2 separate regions of the Danio rerio genome follow, and region 2 is linked to region 1. Evidence: chromatin contacts called from public HiCAR-type data. All regions are on one chromosome and are shown on one strand. The core of a region is the stretch at or near the end of the contact, and the rest is flanking DNA. Distances in the headings are between cores, read along the strand shown. Region 1 overlaps tnrc6c1 (trinucleotide repeat containing adaptor 6C1). Region 2 overlaps septin9a (septin 9a).

Evidence for each region. HiCAR-type assays count read pairs that join an accessible place to other places.
Region 2: a HiCAR-type map of caudal fin shows a contact between it and region 1, with 3 times the contacts expected there. The contact joins two enhancer-like sites. A contact is called at or near these places in 3 of 18 Hi-C or Micro-C datasets (embryo, hematopoietic stem cells and an unstated tissue) and 1 of 4 datasets of contacts at active chromatin or transcription factors (caudal fin).

The regions. Positions count from the first base shown.
Region 1 is chr3:33,128,103-33,133,483 of GRCz12tu, reverse strand. tnrc6c1 (trinucleotide repeat containing adaptor 6C1) reads left to right here. Exons shown (of 21, transcript XM_073944712.1): 4 at 361-2,733; 5 at 3,817-4,011; 6 at 4,904-5,067. Among named protein-coding and RNA genes, the nearest start is that of znf207a, 43 kb to the right of the region's middle. Within about 2 kb of position 2,968, at least 4 of the 62 cell types and tissues checked have an H3K27ac peak or open chromatin away from gene starts, as enhancers often do.
Region 2 is chr3:33,315,208-33,320,224 of GRCz12tu, reverse strand. It overlaps septin9a (septin 9a), which reads left to right. Exons shown (of 12, transcript NM_001423665.1): 9 at 3,120-3,215; 10 at 3,300-3,396. Among named protein-coding and RNA genes, the nearest start is that of septin9a, 120 kb to the left of the region's middle. Within about 2 kb of position 3,589, at least 5 of the 62 cell types and tissues checked have an H3K27ac peak or open chromatin away from gene starts, as enhancers often do.

The DNA.
Region 1 (5,381 bases), core at 1,719-4,218:
GCTAGGAGATGCATGTGAACCTGTACACACCGTTACTGGTGCATACGGTTTATATATGCATGTATACATATATGTATGATTTTTTTTGTATTTTGTGACCATAGCTATAAAGCAGAATCCTTTTTTTTTTTTTTTTTTTTTGCAGTTTTGTGGAATTTAGTGTGTGTGTAATACTTCTCTTTCTGAGGTTTTTGCATCTATATTTGTATGATTTATTTATTTGTTTTAATTTTAGTACTACAAAAACAATTTGAGTACAGCATAAAAGTCCCTTGTTTTTTTTTTTTTAAATGGAAATAATATACATTACATACATTCCATTGTATTAAATACTTTCTTTTTCTCCTTTTCCTTCTGTAGAGCTGCCCCCGCAAAGTGGCCTGACAGCGCATTATGAGAATATACCCCCCAGTCGCAGTGCCACTACAGCCTCTACTAACAGCTGCAGCAGCTGGGATCCACTGATTATTGACGAGCGCGATACGGAGGCTTGGCCATCAATTTCATGCAAAGAAAGCCACGTTCCTGCAGGATGCCCTTTGGACACTGAAAGTATCAGTGACATCAGCAGCATGAGCATGGCCACTGGAGCTGGCCAGCAAGGCCATTTCTCCGCCAATCACACAAGCAAAGCCAATGTCAGCCACTCAGGAGGCCTGCTCTCTAGTCAGGGTGGGGCCAGCAGAGGCTGGGGCTCTGGCCAATCTCCTGCCAGTGGAGAAGGGAAGAATGAAGTCTCCAGCACATCAGTGGGAGCCAGGGGTTGGGGCTCCTCTAACTTTAACTTGAACTTAAACCCTAATGCCAACCCCTCTGCCTGGCCAGTTCTGGGGCATGAAGGGTCTGGCATGGGTGGCGGCAGCTCAGGGGGAAGCAACCCTCCTCCTAATCTCTGTAGCCCACCGGGCACTCTGCCCAGCCAGGGCTCTAGCAACAGTGGCAGTATAGGTGGTCCCAATGGAAATTCTGCAAGTAATGGTGGCAGTGGCAATGGCAGTACCACATGGGGTAGTATTATGCCCAGTGACTCCTCAGAGCCACACTCCACCCCATCCACGAATGTGTCTTTCAGCTCTGAACCTCAGAACCTTAACACTGATGGACCAAATCACACTAAGCAGGAGCCCAGAAGTCCTGGTCACAGCCTGTCAAACTGGGGGGTTGGACCTCCAGGCATGGGCTCATTTGTTCAATCCCAAGGAGGATCCTCGCAGGTCAACGGGGATAGGGAACCTATTTGGGGTAATGGAGATGCCAAGTCTGGTGGTGGCTCAAAAGACTCTGATTGGGACTCAGGGCACTGGGTACAAGGAGGGGCCTCGGGCACTTCTGGCTGGGGACAAGCTGCCTCATCTGGTGACTGGGGTAAGCATTCCAACATTGACACCAAAGGATGGAATTCTTCAGGCTCTCCCACCCAAGAACAGCAGCTAAATTCTTGGGTCCGTGGGCCCAATGCCCCAGCTAGTGAGGGAAGTAGTGACAGCATGGAATGCCATCATCGCAGGAGGGATCGATCATCAAGAGATGAGACTTCTCCTATTCTGCCTGCCCAGGATATGGATCCTCGGGTTTTGTGCAACACAGGCTGGGGACAAACACCTGTGCGGCAGCATACTGCTTGGGAAACCGAAGAAGCTGCTCGCTCCAACCGCAAGAATGACATTGGAACTGAGGCCTGGGGCTCGTCTTCAAATGCAGCCAATGTAGGACCAACATCTAATTCTGGCAGTGCCAACCCAAACTCAGGCACTACATCCAGACCTGACTCTGGAGGCAAGAGTGAAGGCCCCTGCCCTAGTACTGGTGCTGCACCTGGATGGGGCACAGCAATGTCATCACCCCAGGCTGGCTCTGGTTGGGCAGATACAACCAGCAACAAGAAACCTTCAATTGGTCCTGGAGATTGGGGCAGCACCTCAGCTGGAGGCCCAGGAGGCAACCTGCAGAAAAGTGGTCAGACTTGGGGTTCGGAAGAGAAGTCTCCGACCTGGGAAGACAGTCACGCTAAAGCCAAACCACAGTGCTGGGTTGAGGGACCCAAATCTCACGGGTGGGGTAATGGACCTGGTGGAGAAAGTGGTTCTGGAGGAGAATGGGGTGAACCTGGAGATGGAAAGAAAAATGGTCCCTCCAGCTCTACCTGGGAGGGAGAGGGTACAGGCTTAAATGAGGGATCCAGAGGATGGACCAAGCCTTCTGCTGGAGTAGGAGGAAACTGGGGAGAAGCACAACGCCCCAGTGTGCCACCACAAGGATGGAATAACAAGCCTCAGGAGGGTACCAATGGCAATAGCACCAGTGGAAGCATGGGTTCTTGGGGAGGTCCTAGCTCGGTAAAGCAGAGTTGCTCTGGATGGAATGGAGGAAATGGTGGAGGTGTTAAACCTGACCACACTGGAGACCCCACTGGATGGGAGGAGCCCTCTCCACCCTCCATTCGCCGTAAGATGGAGATCGATGATGGTACCTCAGTTTGGGGTGACCCAAGCACTTACAACAAAACAGTCAATCTCTGGGACAGGAATAACCCTGGAATGCAAGGCAAACCAGGACCTAGCAATGCCAACAATGTACCCAACAACCATCATCATCATCCCCATCATAATCAGCCTCCCATACAATCCCACAACCATGGAGGGCCAAACTCAAACAATAATCACATTTCTCCTGATAACGCTGGCCCACATCAAACAGGGCCATCTCACAATAGAACAACCCACATGAATCCAGGTGAGAAACACAGCTTTTTACTTTTACCCTTTTAAATATAACTAGTTAACTAGATAGTAGTTATACTTTAGATTATGTTGTCATAAGTAAAATGTGAGTAATGCTGCAGTAATAGTGTTTGCATTCTGTCTATGAGTGAAGTTCAACATATTATTTGAGCCAGGATGCAGTGTGTAATTAGAGTTTGGCTGTCATCTGTGGGGAGTATCAGTAGGCCTCAGCAGGATACTTGGAACAGACCCGGCGCCCTCTGCTGTTTCTATGTAGATTTGCACTCCTTCTGCCAAAGCTGTATTTAACATGGCATCCTCAGATGTCCCCTGTGCCAAGAACTAAACAGACATTTAAAATTGCAGCATACTATTCCATTTAAGACAGAGGAGCTAATTTTTATTCCAATATGTTTTACAGTTACAGTTATAATTATGATGTTATTTGTCGAGGAAATATTGCAAAGTTGTTTTGCAAAAAAAAGTACAGGACATTAGCACAGTGCAAGTATACCAGTATAAGTAAAATTTAATGGTGTTTCAAAATATTACCTTAATTGTAATTTTCGGAATTGATTTGTTTAAAACTGTAAACATTTTTCAGATCTGACATTAGTGTTTTCATATTCTGTGTGCTTACGACAATAAAAGGAGTTGTCATAAATCTAAAGATCATTTTAGGAGATGTAAACAAAAACAATGGTCCCAATGTATTTTCTGTTTTACATTTTTCATTTCTTTAGCTGTCGAAAAAGAGCCACATATTGATAAATAATGTAATGACAGCTGATTTAACATTAAGTTACGATTGAATTGCCTCTTGTTACAGTTATGAAATCGTTTGATAACAAGCAGGAAATGTTCATGGGCCAATGACATGACCACATTGAAATGGTCTATATAAAGGTGTTGTCATATTATTAAAAATACCTAGGTTTACTTTGAAAATGGCAGAATATGATGATACGCTTTCCCCCTTATTTATTACATGAACTATTTATTAAATGATGCCCGTTTTATCATTGTTTAGCTATGTAGAAAAGGGTTGTGAAAACCCTGAATTTGTCCTGAAGTTTGCAGTATTCTTATGCAGGATGGGGAGAGATGACAAATGCCCATTCAAAACCTGAACCTTTATGGGGAGAGCCAGCAGCTCCTGCTGCAAGTGTGGACAATGGCACTTCAGCATGGGGCAAACCCCCAGGTAGCTGTGGCAGCTGGGGTGAAAACGGCCCTGAGGTCTATAGCCGAGGCAATGGACCCCCTGGATCTGCCCCCTGCAAACCTGGTTAGTTTCAATATTCTAATTGCTTTAAATTGTTATACAAGATTTTAAGGAATCGCATGCAATGATACTTTTTTTTTTATTTTGTATTTTTTTTTATTATGCATTAGTAATTTACAAATACAGCAAAAACAGGCAACAAGCAAAAATTCCAAAGATAATTAAAATAAAATAAAAAAAACAAAAAAAACAAAACAAAAGGAAGACATTCACAAGACGCCAAGAACAGATTCATAATAGCTTACAATAGACAGAGCTTTTACATTTTTTACAACTTTGAGAGACTTCTTTAACAGAATAATTTCGTTGACAAATATCTTGTATAAAGGAGGAGATTTTGAAAGTCGACATTTGTGGATGAAAAATTTACCATTTAAAATGATCAAATTAACAAAATTGTTAATTTGTTTATCACCATTTTCAAAATAAATAATTTCTTTTGCATTCAATGTTATCAACATATTATTTTTAGCAGAATAATCAGAAAAACAGTCCTTCCAAAATAATTGCACACTGACAATCAACGAATAAGTGACATAAGGATTCCTCACTGTTTTTACAAAATGAACATTCTTTCTCGATATCTAAAACTTTGGAAAGTAGCACATTGGTTGGGTATATTTTATGTAAAATCTTTAAATTAATTTTTCTTACTTTATTTAAAATGCAAAACACATGCAATGATACTGCTTTTGCGTTTGAGTGCTGAATGACATGGTGTCAGGTGCTAGTTATCAGAGCTTTGAATGTGTAACAACAGGGCCCCCTGTTGTTGCAAAAATGTACTGCAGGATTGCACAGGTTTTTCTAAATTAAGTAAAAGGGTTTGTTTCTGTTGTTTGTAAACCTGGGTAATTAAAAAAAAAAGAATAAAAAAACTTTTTTTTTTCTCCAGCCCCCAAATCTATGCAAGATAGTTGGGGAGGTGGTGAGGACATGGGCCTGTCTGCAGGGCAATGGGAGCAGGATGAGGGTGACATGTGGAACAACACTGCGTCTCAGGAGAGCAACTCCTCCTGCAGCTCCTGGGGCAACCCACCGAAAAAGGGCCCACCAAAGGTAAATAATTTATAAAATTTTTATATTTATATAATGGATTTATTCTGGTGTTCATCACAATTAGGCATGGTCTGGTATATGATTCTGACATTATGGTAACCTTGGATAAAAATATCATGGTTTCACGGTATTGTAATTACTGTTCTAAAATATATTCTTTTCTAATTGTCTGCGTAAAAAGAAAATTATCCTCTGAACACAATATATAAACATTTCAAACATAGAAAAATTTGAAACAGAAACATTCGAAATATAGAAACATTTGAAACATTTTGGAACAGTAAACATGTCAGGCTAAATAATTTAAATCAATC
Region 2 (5,017 bases), core at 2,340-4,839, 190 kb before region 1:
TAAAATGCACACATATACATTTATGACTTATTTAGTAAAAGTAAATAGGCCTAAAAACTAATAAAAAAAGTTCTATTTATTTAACCTAACAGCTGTAATGTCTGAACATCAATGTGCCTCTCGTGATCTGTTCTCTTGCTCATCCACCATTCGTTCTTGTCGCCATGATTTGCGGGTCTAACAGAGCAGCTATGAATATGCGGGAGACTTGCGTATCTTCCGGCAGAGGTCTTACTGTTGGATGAGACGACCAGATAGGCGAGTTGATCGAGTCATAAAATGTGATTATTGGCCGATGCTTATCTCTAGCCTATCGATCGGTGCATTCCTAGTATCTGAGTTAAGAATTTATTTCAAATGTTTTATAGACAGAACTGTGAGGAATATATACATAAGAAACTTTGCAAGAAAAATATAAGCATGTTGTACTACATGACTTTTTGAGTTTTCTAAATGATTTCTTGAAAATAGCATAAACATTTTTCAAAATCTTGTTTCCATATACATTGTTAAAGTCAGGTTTGTTAGTTCAGCCACATTTACAGACATGCAGAGAATTGGAATTACTCTCAGACCCTGGGTGTATACAGATAACGCAAGAACTCGAAACAATCATATAAAAATACAAATAAGATCAATAAATTTAAAAGAAAGATACTAAATATAAAAAGAGCATGAAAAAGAACTTTCCATGCAACACATTTATTAAATACTATTCCTTTTCTTTATGGTAGGCATTGTATTTTCTTTTCTATGTTTAAGATGTACGAATTCATATCTAACAAAGAGATGGACTGAGAGGTTTTAAATAACAGACAAAATACAGTGCGGATCTTTGTGCTGTGATCCCCATTGGAATACTCTGAAGACCACAAACCAATGCATTGATGCGTGGAGGAACTGGTACATGCTGTCATGTTGTTATTCTAGCTGAAGTTGGCAAACTGACTCTTTTTCTTTCCTAAGAGGTTTCCAAGATTGCAGATGGTGTCTAGTCTACTACTCCTGCAGAAACAATACTGCTTATTTATAATGTGAGGTTTGATTACTTCAGACAATTCACACAGCAAAAAAAAAAGTATTTTTATTATGCTGAAACAAAGTCAGTGTAAGAGTTTCTGCAGTTTTTGAGTAATGGTATGAGACTGAGGTGACACATGGTGTGATGAGGTGTATGTAAGCAACATCTGTTTTGGGGTTGTTAGTTGCATTTCACATAGCAGAAAGGAAGGGATTGCCAACGTCAGCAACTGCTTGTGCTGGCGTGTTTTTTTTTGCATGAGTATTAAAACAGAAATACTCTAGACCTTTCTCTTTTTTAAAAAAAAAAAAATAAAAATTGGCTGTCAGATTTCAAAACGTTTTTTCTTTACCAAGGACAAAAAAATCCCAAAGTAGTTTCAGAGAAGTCCATGATCACTATGTGTTGTCTCTTGCAGACTGTTGTAGCTCTGAGGGATGTACATTGAGTTCAATTTCCTGTACACCGTAAATCCCAACAGTCAACTTTATCAAATTAACTTAAAATTTACTGAAAGTTAACTCATTTGAAAAGAGTTTTGAACTCTGTGTTGAAGGTAATGAGTTAATTAAATACCTTATTACTTCAACTTAAATGGACTAAGCTCACAGTACTCATAGATTAGTTTTTTTTACTCAATTGGTTTGTAACAATCAGTTTTCTCAAACAGTTTGAGTTGCCTTAACTTATTGGGTTTTACAGCACTCAATTGGTTTGAGTTCTCTTCATTTTTTGTGTTTACTGTGCTGAAATTGCTTCATATACTCAAACGGATTAAGTTCATAGTACTTATTAGGATTAGTTTTTGAACTTAAATGGTTTGTTGCAATCAGTTTCATAAAATGTACCCTAACTTTTGGGGTTTACAGTTTACTGTTATCTATCAGATTAAACCATAGATAAAAAAAAAACTTTAAAGATCCTGTGAAGTGCTTTGTAAAGTGCAGTTTTTATTTTTATTTTTATTTTTTTTTATGTGTGATGTAAGTTGAACTGAAACATAAATAATGGGCAGAAATAGAGTAGCCCTTTCTCTTTTTAAAAACAAAACAGGCAATAGCATTTCATTTTTATCATAGCTTTTGCAGTAAGAGTAGTTAAGTTTAAGCGCATACAGCAATCACATATCGCAAGGGGATGGTGCATGTTAGATACTAGAGAGCATTTGTTTGGTCAGGATTTGATGAAAAACTGAAGTATGCGGTGATATAAAAAAAATGGTTGATTCATTTAGGTGGAGCTTCTTTTAATGCAAATTCTGTCACTTTTTGGAGCACACTAGTTTATAGAAATCCTTCAAATTAACATATTGAGTCCACCATCCAATAACTTTGATTTCAAATGGATTGTTAATGGACAAAACCCCCATAAAGTTTTGTAAGTTTATTAGTTGTGAAAATATTCTGTTTGATATTATAGCTGTGTGGTTAAAATGTAGTGTTTGTAGTTTAATCATTGAAGAATAATAGGTTGTAAATAATAAATGAAGAAACCATGTTTTTAGTCTTAAATACAAAAGAAAACAGTATTTAGTGAAATAACTCCTGTTCGAAAACATTTGCTGTTTTGGCCATTTGTCATTTTCTGCAAAAAAAAAAAAAAAATAATAATAATAATAAAGAAATCCTCTAAATAACTTGGGATTGGAAATGATGACATTGTGCTCGCGCAAAAGACAGGAAATGTGAATGGCCCTACCTTAATAGCCTCAGTCATAGTTAAAATCAGCCTTTAATCCTTTGTGCGTGCGTGTTGTGTACAAGCTTGGAATTTTTAACTAGAGCACAGTTGGCATAACTTTTAGTTGCAGCAGTTTTGTTCCATGCAGAAGCTCGTGTTGAGAGGCCTTTATGCCTAATTAACCGCAACGAATTAAAGCACGATTAATACCGAAATAGGTTAATCATTGCATCCCTATTAATGACATTTGAATTTTTAATTTGCAATTGGAATTTGAAATGGTATAGAATAAAACAAACATTAACATTTTACTTGTATACCTAATAAATACAGTACATTCAAAGAAACGGTAGCTTGTCTATGATGCTTGAAGGTCTATTCACGTTTGGCCCATGTACTTTGCTTTAATTTTGTGCAGATCAGGGAAGAGCTTCGAGCCAATGGGATTGACGTCTATCCACAGAAAGAGTTTGACGAGGATGCAGAGGACAGAATGATTAATGAGAAAATAAGAGTAAGCTTGCACTACAAGAAAAAAAACATTCGTAGTTCATTGAAAACATGGTGATATTATTTGGTTCTTTCTAATCTCCATTAGGAGATGATCCCTTTCGCAGTAGTAGGAAGTGACCAGGAGTACCAGGTCAATGGGAGACGACTCTTGGGAAGAAAAACAAAATGGGGAACCATTGAAGGTATTGTGACTCTTTTGGTCTCAAAAGCCTCTTTAGAGAAGAAAGAGAGAAGGTGATTAGCGGACTATGCAGACAGCAAGCGTTCCAAAAGCACATCAAGGGAGCTCATTAACTGCAGACGCACGGCTGTGAGTCAAACATCAGAAAGGCTTATCCTCTGTAAATGAGGAGCCACTCACAAGAACATTGAGTGAGTCATGTTGACTGCCGGACAGTTAAAATGCCTTTATCATGAGTGCCTGCAGGGATGTGACCCATTGATGATGATGACATCACCATTTTCCTTGCTTAAGGATGATTGTAAAGGAAGTCAAGTACTTAAGTACTCGTAAAAGCAGCAGGCGAGATCATATATTGCTTGCAGTCAATTTTAGAGTTGTAATTCTTTTTATTTTATATAGTTATATAGTAATATATTGAAGTATAAAATAATACATGCAGTAATGTTTTAATGTACATATTCTCTAGCTGCTCTTCACCCACACACTCTTTTTCCTAAATGACTGCTATTCAGCTGCTTGTTAAATTTTGACAGGTATGATCACAGCAAACATTCAGCTCTGCGTTCGACTAAGAAAGAGCAGTTGACATGTAGTAATGAAGCTTCAGTCTTTAGTCTTCAATCACACGATTTTATTATTTCGGTTAACAAAAAGTTCAATTACTGTTAAAACAGATTGAAGTTTGAAGACATAAACTGATGTCTATGATAGCGATCAAAGTAGATTAAGTTGCTTGGTTTTTTCAACAGATGGTTGTTCATTTTCTTGCTATTCCAACAGATGAGGGAAAGAAACTATTTAAAATGCATTTTCTATTCATGCATGTTCATTTAGAAGATTGAAGAATTACTGATTTCATCTAAAATTGAAACTTGAATTTTGTGAAGTTATGTATGACTCATTAATTTAAATCCTTAATTCTGACCTGTATATTTAAATTATTAACACTCTTTTGGAAACATTTTAAAAGAAATAGAATTTCACAGTACTGTTAGTTGGAGAGATGATTTCTTTAATATTATTGTTTTAATTACTAATCTATAATAACTAAGTTTGTCTTTGTCACACTGACAGTAAATAATATTTTACTCATCATTTTGCAAGATACAAGTAAAGTGCATTTTAAAGGCTTAACTAGTTTATTATTAGGCACGTTATTGGAGAAGACGGGTTTGTTTGTATCTATTAAAAAAATATATATTTTTATATGGGTTTTATATGGGTTTGTTTGTATATATAAAAAAAAAAAAAAAAATATATATATATATATATATATATATATATATATATATATATATATATATATATATATATATATATATATATATATATTTAAAAAGCTAATAATATGAACCTAAAAATAGATTAAAAAAATTTATTCCAACCAAACTAAAAGAAATAAGAATTTCTCCAGTACAAAAATACTGGGGATGCTCCGTTCGATCGGCCAGAGATAATTACATTTTATGACTCAATCGGTACTCAATAATCTGGCCGGTCTCATGAACCGATCACAAGTGTTCATTTATGAGTTTAAAAGCAGAGGAAGAACCATTTTAACGTATGCATCAAATATGCATTCCAAACTTTGTTCATTAAGACATGTTAAATTCTTCTTT